Linked DNA regions of Triticum aestivum: region 1 is linked to region 2. Evidence: chromatin contacts called from public Hi-C data. All regions are on one chromosome and are shown on one strand. Each heading gives the region's core, a stretch centred on a gene start, on an enhancer-like site or on the middle of the called end of the contact. The rest is flanking DNA. Distances are from core to core; before and after follow the strand shown. Region 1 holds the start of LOC123149543 (plant cysteine oxidase 2). Region 2 holds the start of LOC123149528 (stress response protein NST1).

Region 1 (6,146 bases), core at 2,761-5,260, 440 kb before region 2:
ATTCATATCCTATTATGGTTGCGCGGCTCACTGGCATCCGGGAAGGGCTTATTTACTATTCAAATATTCGTTTTCTATCACCAGCATTAGTCGTTTTTCATATATATATATACACGCATATCTCATTATTCAATGCCAAATACTTATGCTCCGCACTGAGCCATTCGGCGGCCTCTCGCCTTGCCAAGTGGGCAGCGGACCACGTGGCTGCGGGTGCGAGCCACTTGGCCGCACTGCTGGAGTCACCCCATCACTTCTATAGACCTTATTTTTGAGTTCTGATAGCATCTATAGCCAAACACATCAAATGAGGCCCCTCAAATAACTGCAGACATGTCCAGGGCACTGACCGGGCACTCCTCATTTTTGTGCGTCCGCACCCATGTATCTTAAATTTGGATCTTCATATCCATGCAACTCATGCACGTATGAAAAGAAACTTACGTAGATCAAGGAACTAGCACCAAATCTAGTTAAATTGGGACATAATTCTAGCATAAACAATCATCTGGCAACCAAACGATGCAGTTTCAATCGAACATTACCCTAAACATACGATATAAAAACTTAACTAAACAGGGAACTGCATAGGAAATCACCATTTTCTTGGAGCCCCATTCCCCTTGCGGTCGGTGCTGCTGCTTTGGCCTTCAGTGTAGGGGTCGGCCGTCGGAGAGTCATCGTCATTGTCGAAGCTTGATCCGTCTTCGGAGTCGTTCGAAAGCTTCATGTAACAAAATTTCGATTTCTAGCATGGAACAAAGTTGATTTTGGATCAATACTTTAAATAATTCTATAAATACAAGGCTAACAATACTCGCAAATGCATATGTGCTACTTGTGAGCTGCGTTGGGATTTCCCCGAAGAGGAGAGGATGATGCAGTACAATAGAGACAAGTATTTTTTTCAATTAAGAACTAAGGTTATCAATCCATTAGGAGAACCAAGAGAACACCTCGTTAACAACACCTGCACATAAAATGACAAATACTTGCACCTAACGCAAACAAGGGGTTATCAATCCCTTGGCGGTTAATTGCAAGGATAAAATCTTGTGTAGGTAGATGGATAAATAAAATACAAAATAAAATAAGTAAAGAAAAAATGCAACAAGGTATTTTTGGTTTTTGATATATGATGAAAATAGACCCGGGGGCCATAGTTTTCACTAAAGGCTTCTCTCTTGAAAATATCATATAGTTGGTAAAGAAATTATTGTTGGGCAATTGATTGAAAAGCGAATAATCATGATGATATCTAAGGCAATGATCATGTATATAGGCATCACGTCCGAGACAAGTGGACCAAAATGATTCTACATGTACTACTATTACTCCACACATCATCCGCTATCCAGCATGCATCTAGAGTATTAAGTTCATAAAAAATGGAGTAATGCCTTAAGCAAGATGAAATGATGTAGACAAAGTAAAGTCACATATGAATAAACCTCATCTTTTTATCCTTAATAGCAATGATACAATATGTGCCATGTCACCTTCTGTCACTAGGATTGAACACCGCAAGATCGAACCCATTACAAAGCACCACTCCCATTGCAAGAAAAATCAATATAGTTGGCCAAACCAAATCCATAGATCGGAGAGAAATATGAAGCTATAATAATCATGCATAAAAGAGTTCAAAGAAGACTCAAATAATGTTCATGCATAATCTGATCATAAACTCACAATTCATCAGATGCCAACAAATACACCGCAAAAAGTGATTACATCGAATAGATATCCAAGAACATTAAGGAGAAAATTGTATTAAAAATCAAAGAGAGAGAATAAGCCATCTAGCTACTAGCTATGGATCCGTAGGTCTGTGGTAAACTACTCACACATCATCAGAAGGGCAGCAAGGTTGATGTAGGGCCACTCCATGGTTGAATCCCCCTCCGGCAAAGTGCCAGAAAAGGCCCTAGATGGGATCTCTCAAGAACAGAAACTTGCGGCGGCGGAAATATGGTTTCTGTTGGTTTCCCGATTTTAGAGAATTTAAAAAGGCGGAATTAGGTCAAACGGAGCAAAGGTGGGCCCACGATGGGCACGCCCTAGTGGTTCATGGCCACCTCCTTTCGACTTCTGACTTCCTATCGAAGCTTCTAGTGTCTCTTTTGCCTAGAAAAAAATCTTCAAAAAGTTTTTTAGCAGTTGGATTTCGTTTGGTACTGATATTCTTGAAAACAAAAAATAGGCAAAAATAGCAACTAGCACTGGACACTAAGTTAATAGGTTAGTCCCAAAAAATAATATAATTGCTTGAAATTGCATATAAAACATCCAAGTGATACTATAATCGCATGGAACAATTAAAAATTATATATACGTTAGAGACGTATCAATATGCTATTATAAATGGCTGCCACAACCTTAGGAAACCAAATTTGGGCTGACCCACCTGTTCAGAAGGGTCAGCGGTGCCCGACTCCCTTAGTCGAATATCCATAGCACGAGGCAGACCCCAAAGACCCATTGGCCTTGGTGTTTTTTACCAGAGCAAAGTCCAATGGGTAACATTGGCCCACTCCCATCTTCGCGTTGCCTATCTGACTAGCTTTTGTTAGGACCACGTCGTCATATCTGGCTGGTTGAGCCTCATGATAGCATCTTTAGCTGGGCATCTCAAACCATCTCGAAACGTTTGGGTGGACAACTCGGTCATTGGCTTGTAAAAAAAACCGACCCATCCGGGCGCCTTAGATCGTCCTCAAACGTCGGGCTGTCCAGCGCCCCACATACTAGCCTAAACCGAAGTTAATCCGCAGTCTACTGCACTTTCCTCTTTGCCAACTCCACTCCCAATCCCTCCTCGATCTGAATCGATGACTGGCGACGGTAGCAGCACTGGCTTTGGTGGCGAATCTGGCGGCTCCGATGGGATGTCGAGCCTGTTGCGCGACGCAGAGCTCGACAATGTGGAGGAGATGGCAGAGATGGATGTGCGGCACCTCCATCGCAACAATACCAAGGCGCACAGACTCGCCATCGATCTGTCGGAGCGCGAGGCAAACAAGGAGGTGTCGGCCAAGGCGAAGCCGGCCCGGCATGCGAAAGAGTTGGACGGCTTGTTCCGGAGGCTATTAGGCCAAACATGCTTCGATGACTTTGAACTGACGAATGGCTCCACCTGCAACTCCGACGGCTACGCGCCGCCGCACGCCGGCGCGTACATGGAGGAGGTTCTTAGCCGCGCCAACAACTGCATGGGAAAGGGGCCGGCGAGAATATGGTGGTTTCCTTTGCCCTTCCCCGTTTTATCTATGTTTTACTTATTATTTAAGTAGTTTGCAGTACTGATTTGCATGGTACGCAGATGAATTAAGGTCCTTTTGTCGGCGTTGAAATGGTGATCCTACATAAAGTTGCATGGGTTGGAGGTTTTAGAAATGAGAGACGTGGCTGTGGGTGCAAACATATGAGACGTGTCCGGTTAGTGCCCGTGAACACGCCCGGCGTGTCCACAGGAGTTTGAGGGGCTAGATTTGCTAAGCGTGGCCGTAAAGAAAGTTGGTTCAAAACCATTAAAAGAAAACTTAGAGATCCCCCTCAAAGAGAAAATGAAAAACTCAAAGCTCAAAACAGGGTCTAGACTAGAAGAAGAGAAGCGGCGGGGTGGCTCCAGCGTGGCATGCCGGGGCGCCCACGTGGCCGGCACGCGCGTCCACGCGGTCCGCTTCCGCCTGCCGCTGCCGCCCGCCCGAGCGGCCGAGAGCGAGCGAGTGTACAAATGTCCGACATTAAACAACCAGATATGCACATATATATAAACCGAATAATGCTGGGGATAGAAGGCGAATATCTGGCGAGTAAATAAGCAGAAATAAAGAAAACCGGTGGCAGTATTGCGGGTCGCCCACAGGAATGAGCGCCTGGCCAAGGTCTCCTTCGTCTCCCCCCGCTCGCCCCCGGTTTTGGTTTCTCTCCGGGCGGATTCCTCGTCTTCATACGAGCAGAGGATGGACGCCCCGCCGATACTCCCTCCTCAATATATACCCCGCCCCGCCCCCCGACCCGACCCCCACACTCGACCCCACCTCACCCCCCGCCCTCGCCCTCGCCCTCGCCGCCGACGACCCGCCGAGATCCGCCTCCTCCCCCGACCACCATGCCGGTGGCGCAGGACCCCGTCGGCGCGGCCGCAGGCGCGGAGACCGCCTCCTCCCGCAGGAACCGCCGCCGCAACAAGAAGTCCTCCGGCGCCGCCAACGCCAACGCCAACGCCAACGCCAACGCGGCCCCCGTGGTCGCCGTCCCGGTGCCGGTGCCGGCGCCGCCCACGCCGATGCAGCGCCTCTTCGACACCAGCCGCGAGGTCTTCGCCGGCTCCGCCCCCGGCTTCGTCCCGCCGCCCGACGCCGTCGCCCGCCTCGCCGCAATCCTCAGTGAGCATCCCCTCCCCATCCCTCTCCCGTACCCAATTACGCATGGTAGGTAGGTTGCTGTCCCAAGTTCGATTCGAGTCCCAGGTGAATTTGACATGGATGGCATGGGCGCCCATCAATCCGTGTCTCCCGTGCTCGGGATTTAGGAGGATGCAGTCGCAGGAGAATGATGTAGAATTCGCTGTCCCGCGACTTGTCCACGTCGCGGCTGCCTCCTATCGGCCCGTGACTCCTACATACATGCTCCTTTTCTGGCATGCCACGAGGTCGAGCCCGCTGGTATTTCTTTTTTGCCATGCACGCGCCGGCATGTCTGCCTGCCTGCCTGCCCGTGCCCGTGCCACGCCACGCCATTGCTGCAACACCACTGCTCTGCTCTACCAGTATTATTAATAATAATAATGCTGTATAAGTGTATCCTGCTGAACTTGACAGTAGCTACCATTGTCAGTGCAACTGTGCTTGCCATTTTGCATGTTACTCATCTGTCCCATAAATTTGCATTGCTCTGCATATACTTTGGTTCGAAACATGGCATTAAGGAACCTTGTTTCAGCAGTGTCCGAGTGAGTTTGGAGTTTACAGTATTTATTCATATTGTCTGATGATGAGTTTGTGTCACTCTGCATGCGGATACTATTAGATTCTGTTCATCATCAACTAATATTCATCTATTGGTGGGAGTAGCAACTTTTCTGTTATTCTTAATTTTGAATCTGATTGGTATTTCTACCTCCAGCCATGTCTTTTATTTAAAAGCAATTTCTGGAGTCATGCACCTGCATTTTTATATATGTATATCCAAATATCATGTCGTACCTGACCTGTCAATCAATATGATGAGGTACATCTCATCTGATCATTGCACTGTTGTTTGGTTTCAGATAATCTGAATCTGCAAGATGTTGGCATAGACACAAGCATGACGTGCTTCAAGCGCAGCGACTCGAGGGCGCCTCCTGCAGTCACCTATCTGCATTTCTACGACTGCCCCAAGTTCTCGGTAAGCTCACGCCTTCTACATACATTTCATGTACAATGATTATTTCCTGAAAAAAAGAAGGGCCTCTTACGATATACTGTTGCTGAACGCTTTGTGTGCTCTGTGCAGTTTGGTATCTTCTGTTTGCCCAAGCATGCCGTCATTCCCCTGCACAACCATCCCGGGATGACGGTCTTCAGCAAGATGCTCTTTGGCTCGATGCACCTCAAGTCGTATGACTGGGCCAGAAGCATCTCGGAGGCCGGCACTACTGCGCTCACCACCTCAGACGGTAAGTTTCCTAGTTTCATTCCCTGTTCCTCTATTTACTTCTTTTTTCTTTAGCAATGCTCCTGCCGCTGACAAATAAATCATTTGCTGATATGTTTCTTGTCCTGACCACTCACTCCAGGGGCTCGTCTCGCAAAGATCAACACAAACAATGTTGTTGACGCCTCAGCGGAGACCATCGTTCTGTACCCGGAGAATGGAGGCAACCTGCACTGCTTCACCGCGCTGACCCCTTGCGCTGTTCTCGACGTCATGGGACCCCCTTACAACAGCGCTGCTGGTAGGGACTGCGCGTACTACAGCGAGTCCCCGTTTGCAAACACAGCCGGTGAGTGTTCTCTTCCCATCCTTGAATTCAGTTTGTGAAGAACATGTGAATGCTTACCTCTTCTCCTCGCTGACGAAAACGTCCTCTGGTTTCAGGTGTGGCTGACGTGCGGTACTCCTGGCTGAAGGAGATCCCCAACAACTTCCGGATGAAG
Region 2 (6,246 bases), core at 1,332-3,831:
GTATATAAACTCCACAGGAACAATGGTACGTACTTAATTGTTAACATGCCATTTTCCATTCTGTTTGACATTATTCGAGTATTAACATTCCTATTCTCTGTGCTGCAATAGGATGAAAATAACGAGCTGGTGGCGTCTGAAACTGATGCCTATGCAATTGCTGATTTTATTAATGTAAGCCCTTGTCTTTTGTCACTCAGATTAACTGGAAACTTGACATACCTTTCTATCGTGCCCATAATGTTACACATAATTCGTCATATCTTGTGTCGATATTTGCATATTGGGTTGGATCCACGAACTATCTTTGCATTAGTGATCCCCTGTTTTTATTAGTCCCAGGGCATATTTATATTTTGCAACTAGGCAAGTAATTATTGTCTTTATGTTGCAAATTTTCAATATCATGACTGTTCAGAAGTTTTTGCACAAATGTGTATGCCGTTGCAGCATGCTATTCTTCTTAGCTCCTGGGGTTTTTAGTCTATAGCAGTTTGAATATTTTGCACATTTGATTGTGTTCCTTCATATTTCCCAAAAATTGAAGCAAAGTTCAGTTGGCTGGAGTTGTGTCTGCTATCAGAGATGCTACTCTTTACTTCGATTTTTATTTTTAAGCTTTTGCCTGCACCTTTCATCCTAAGGGGTCTTGAATTAACTTTATTAGTGTTTAGTGAGCCATGAAACTGGACCTACAGAAGTTGGTTGTTTTTACCTCTCAGACTGCAGGTACACCTTCACAGACTCCGCCGATAAATCACATGGGATGAAGGATTCCATTTCCTTCAAAGCAACATGACTATTGGCATTGATCTTTATTCATACACAAAAAGAGTTTAGTCTGACTCTCATATCATATCTTTTTTTGATTTTACAGCGAAGCAAAGCCAAGGTTTACACAATCAATCTTAGCATGGCGTATGGCCAGGCTGCAATGCTTCTTTCCCTGGGGATGAAGGGTAAAAGAGGAGTGTTACCAAATTCGATAAGTATGTCCCTTTTCTTGGATTCCTGGGCGACATGGATATATGACTCTGACACGGTAGTCTTAAATATCTCTTGATGCGCATTTCTGAACTGCAGCTAAACTGCACCTACCCAAGGTCCACAAATCCGGTGGAGCCGCCATTGATATGTGGATTAAGGTGAAACCCCCCAACTCTTCCTTTCACTATGTTTGCATCTAACTCAGGACCATGTTACACGGTCGTGCTTTGCACTGAGTATTTATTTTGTCCTCAAGGCAAAAGAGCTGGAGACAAACACGGACTACTACCTGGAGCTCGTGTCCCAGGGAGTCGGTAAACCTAAGGAAGAGCTCGCAGAATTCCTGAGAGGCCCAAGGTACTTCCGCGCACAGGAGGCCATCGACTACGGCCTCGCCGACACGATCCTGCACTCGCTGGACGGCTCGTTCAAGCCGAAGGTACCGCCTTTTAGCCCCTTGTCTTGTCCATCCATGCATGATTTATGTAATGCCGCGGGGCGGGGGACTTTGCGCTGACCGATACTTCGTCGTGGACCAGGACCTGACGGCGCAGCTGGCCAAGGCGCAGGAGATGCGGCAGTCTGGGAAGCGCGCGCCGGCTGGAGCTGGGCGATGGTCGACCCCGACCGCACCAAGATAGACTAGAACGCGGACGATATGCTCAGGCGACTGTCCTGCCTGTTGGTTGTAGACTTAGAAGATACCTGTCTGTTGTCTGGAATAGATGATCGACCCCGATGTGAACTTTGCACACGCACTATACAGCACCCTCTCTATTTGTGGAAACCCCAAAATTTTGCCAACTCTTGTTTGTAGAAGAAGTGATAAGACTTGAGGTTTCTTGTGTCAACCTGCACATTTTTATCTACAGAAATACTACAGTATACTACAATTTAGTTTTTTTTTGCCGGTAAAGTGTTCTTTTTTTCTTTTGCGGAAAGGCATGAGGCTATACATTAAGTATCACAGGTCCTTACAAACACACCCTTACAGAAAGATTGAAATACATCTTTTTTAGAAAAAGTATACAGTATGGTTACACAAATAGTTTTAATTTTTATTAAATGAGTACATTTATCCATGTATTTTGTATGCATTGCTTACTTCGGGGAGAAGAACTTGTGGCAATGGCAGTAGCGATCATCTACATTCATAATGTTTTATAGTTCAAAAAAGAATGTCCTAATAACCCTCGCAAAAAAAAAAGAATGTCCTAATAAAATTGCTTTATAAATGTCGCACCCTTCATTAAAAAGCTCATCTATATAAGCAACATGCTCACACTCACGTTGAAAATTGCTTTTTTAGGAGGGGTTTTTCTTTTTGAGATATTTTGAGGAGGCTGGCAGGCTAGATTGAGCCGCCCAAACAGAAGGCTCGTCTCATCTCCGGCCCGGCCGGCTCGACGCGCAGAACCGGGCCGCATCTTCATGTCCAGCCCAAGCCCAGCCTAACAATGCAGCTTCGGGCGCATATTCCGTCGCACATGCAGCCCGAACGGAGAAAACAAAACACACGGGGGCCCCACTCTCCTTCCTCTTCCCCACCCCAACGCCGATCCCCAATCCCTCGCCGGCGCCGGGATCCCCGCCCGCCCGCCCGCAGTTCTCCCCCCCACCCTCCCTCACCACCATCCACCGCAGCCGATCTACCGCCGCGCCGCCGCCGCGGAGTGGCCGGCCGCGCGCTCGAGGACGCCGGCCGTCGGCGACCGGGGAGAAGGCGCGAAGGCTCCGCTGCCGTGGTAGCTTTCCGCGGCGAGCAGGCCTCGGGGCGGAAGCGGGAGGAGGGAGCCGGCCGTCACCGTGGACGGTAAGAGCAGCAGCTGTACTGTGGCGCCACATCGCCCAGGCCCAGCGACCATGATTGATTTCCGCCAGTTTGATTTATAGACGTATGTCCCTGTAGCTGCAGGTCCATCGCTGAGTAGAGTAGATACAAGGTGTAGCAGACATGCGGTAGAGAGTACAGGATGCACACGGTAGAGCGGGTGTAGGTCTAGGGTTTTACAGGGGTGCTGGAATTGGGGGGAGCTATGCCGGGGGCGGTGGTAAAGGGGGGAGCCGCTGTGCCCGGCTGGCCTGATGCACGGTGAGGGTAGGGTGCCTGGCTTGACGGCGCGACAGCCGGGGTGTGTGCGATTTATGCCTCTCGGGGAGGGTAGTGAGGGGGGTTCAAATTCTTCTAGTAAGTGCTTAATAAAGAGTGATACGAATAAGTAATCTCCTGCAAGGTAATTGAAACAACATCCTCCTTGATCAAATCACTTTTATTTTTGTTTGGGACCCTTGTCTTGTGAGACTATCCCGACCTTCTGGCACTCATCAGAAGTTTTGGTATATACGGGACTTATGCAAACCCATTTTGCAAAGAGAACGGAATGGAAAATTCTAACCGAAATCTAAGCATGTAAATTCAGTCAATAGGCTGACTGGCCGATTAAACCCTACTCCACCCGACCGAGCAGCTACAAGTTACCGATATCCTGAACATTGGCTCCACCTCAGCTGGGTTTGCCTTCCACTGTGGTTATACTACGGTTTGATGTAGTTTTGCTGGCTTAACCGAACTTATTGCCCTGTTGCCAAACAGCAGTTTTCCCATATATTGCAATTCTTCTCTTCTTTCAGTAATTTCATCTTCTCCTGTTGAAAGAGCATGCCACAGTTTATGAGCCAAAACTTCGAACAGTCTAGATTATGTGTCATAAATAGAGGAGATGTAGCTACGTCTACATCTGTATAATTACTTTGGTTGTAAGCATCATGACATATACGGTGTTCTTATTGTAATGTTTGCATTCTCCCCACTTTACAATCCCTTTGTGATGAACTGCTGGGATTTACCTTGCATGCTTAAGTTAATATCTTGTATGTATATTTGCAAATCAGAAGCCCCATTGAGCCTCCACATTTCATTATCAAGAAATCATGTCTAGCAGCCTTTATTGCAATGATATAGACCGTTGGATGGCACCTAAATCCATCTGTGTTTATTTGTCCGTCTCATCTATGCACATGACCCAACCGGACTCAATTAGCAGTGTAACTCACTCATGTCTAAGTTTCCGTTTGACCCAGGATGTCCCCCTTTTTTTTTTATCAAACTGCAAGATAACCATTGCCTACGAACATACATGCCAGACAAGTTAAAATTCACATGGAAAGTTTGTAAACAATCTTTAGCTGCAGACTGCCACATTTGTAGGTTCTGACTAGCATATCGTACTTCTGAGGACACAGTGAACCTATCATCCAGATGTGGTGAATGTATACAAGAAAGGTTTAACGTCAGTGAGTGTAAATGCCAGTAGATAACAGTTGTCCTGTTTTTGTTGCATTGGAAAAAGGGAATTGTCCACCTATACTGTGGATTTAATTGTGATTTGAGTATGAATTGAATTTGTCTGGTGAGACTATCCTCACTTTTTGTCATTTAAGAGAAGCTTTGGCATATACCTTGGGACTTATGCAATTCCATTTCGTAAAGAGAATGGAAAGGAAATTTCTAGCCAAATACGAAGCACGTAATATTTATAATATACCAGTTAGAAATCCATGAATTGCAAATTTGCAAAAGAAAAACAGCATACATAGTTAAAAATTTGAGTTTTTCCACATGAAGCAGTGGCACATGGCAACTACTCCTCTGTCCCAAAATAAGTGTCTCAACTTTGTACTAGCTCTAGTACAAATTTGTACTAAGCTCAAGACACTTATTTTGGGACGGAGGGAGTATTAGTTTGGCCACTCATCAAAAATCGCAAATATCGGTTCCACCTACGATGGCCTTGTCTTCAACTATGGTTATGCTACGGTCTGATTTGGTTTTGCTAGCTGAGCCAAACCTATTGCCCTGTTGCTCAACATCAGTTTTCCTATATATTGCAATTCAAAATTAAGCTAGTATAAGTTTTCTTGGTTATTCTCTTCTTTCAGCGATTTCATATTTTTTTTCTGTTGAAAGTGTATGCCATAGCTTATGAGCCAAACTTCAAACAGATTAAGTTATGTGTCATAATTAGAGGAGATCTAGTTACACATTTGTATGATTACTTTGGCTGTAAGCATCATGTCAAATGCTGTGTTTTTATTGTAATGTTTACATTTTTCTTGTTTCCAATCCCTTTTTAATGGACTGCTGGGATTTACCTTGCACGCTGAAGTTCATACCTTATATGTATATTTACAAATTGGATGCTGCATTCGATCCTCCACTTTAATTCTCGAGAAATCACCTCTAGCATCCTGATTGCAGTGTTATAGACCGTCAGATGGCACCTAAATCCATCTCTGATTAGTTTTTTCCTTCCCATCTATCCACGGGGCCCAACCAGACTCAGTTTGCAGCTGGAACTCGGTCCCTGTCTAGGTTTTCCCTTAACCCAGGGTGTCCCTTTATTTAATCAAACCTCAAGATAACCATTGCTTATGAACATAATGAATATGGCAGACATAAAATTTAATATGGAAGTTTGTAAACGATCTTTAGGTTCAGACTGCCACATTTGTAGGTTCAGACTAGCATATCACACTTCTCAGGACACGGTGAAGGTATCATCCAGATGTGGTTAATCGTGAATGTATACAAAGAAAGGTTTATTTGTCAGTGCGTGTGTGGCTCCACCTCTTGAAAATGCCAACGGACAGCAGTTGTCCTGTTTTTGTTGCATAGGAAAAAGTGAATGGTCCAACCGTACTCTTTTATTTAATTGCGCTCTGAGCATCAACTGAATTTGAGTTTTTTTTTCTGAATAAATTTGAGTGTTTATTGACAGCCTGATTTGGACCAGAACCCTGAGCCATTGACTAAAACACTAATTTTTTGTATGCGGTATCATATTTGAATATGCGTCAGACGTACAGGCTGTCTGCCCCAAACTCTATTCACCGCAGCAGCTTATGACCGACCATGTTATGGTTATGTTTTAAACCTACCGTCTTATATTATGATATTGTATAACCTTTTTGTTCTGTAGGTTCTTAGCGCCTTGGCATGCGTAACATGGCAGCCTTTTCATTTGTTTCTTGCAATAGTTAGCTAGTCAGTTAGCTATTTAGTTGTGGCAACATTGAGAAGTATACAGATGTGCAAATATGCATGTGCAGGGCTTTTGATAATTTGTCCAAATTACTATGCAGGGCGCTATTGTGATATTGAAGCGAAGACCTGTGGCACCTCCTGTACCTTTTGTATGGTATTGACAAGAAGTACAACTGCCTGGGTGATTATTTTGGGATAATGGACCGCAGTAACCT

What was found. A called contact is a pair of places that touch in the nucleus more often than the background predicts.
Region 1: a Hi-C map of leaf shows a contact between it and region 2, with 4 times the contacts expected there. The contact joins the promoter of LOC123149543 here to the promoter of LOC123149528 in region 2. A contact is called at or near these places in 2 of 5 Hi-C or Micro-C datasets (both in leaf).

Annotation. Positions count from the first base shown.
Region 1 is chr1B:689,078,818-689,084,963 of IWGSC CS RefSeq v2.1, reverse strand. It overlaps LOC123149543 (plant cysteine oxidase 2), which reads left to right and starts at 4,010. Exons shown (of 5, transcript XM_044569229.1): 1 at 4,010-4,391; 2 at 5,276-5,394; 3 at 5,503-5,665; 4 at 5,786-5,992; 5 at 6,088-6,146. The coding sequence starts at 4,115.
Region 2 is chr1B:688,632,863-688,639,108 of IWGSC CS RefSeq v2.1, reverse strand. It overlaps LOC123149528 (stress response protein NST1), which reads left to right and starts at 2,581. Exons shown (of 3, transcript XM_044569204.1): 1 at 2,581-2,800; 2 at 6,130-6,246. The coding sequence starts at 6,230. It overlaps LOC123149534 (ATP-dependent Clp protease proteolytic subunit-related protein 1, chloroplastic), which reads left to right. Exons shown (of 9, transcript XM_044569217.1): 4 at 1-25; 5 at 112-174; 6 at 878-989; 7 at 1,084-1,145; 8 at 1,244-1,426; 9 at 1,527-1,856. The coding sequence ends at 1,628.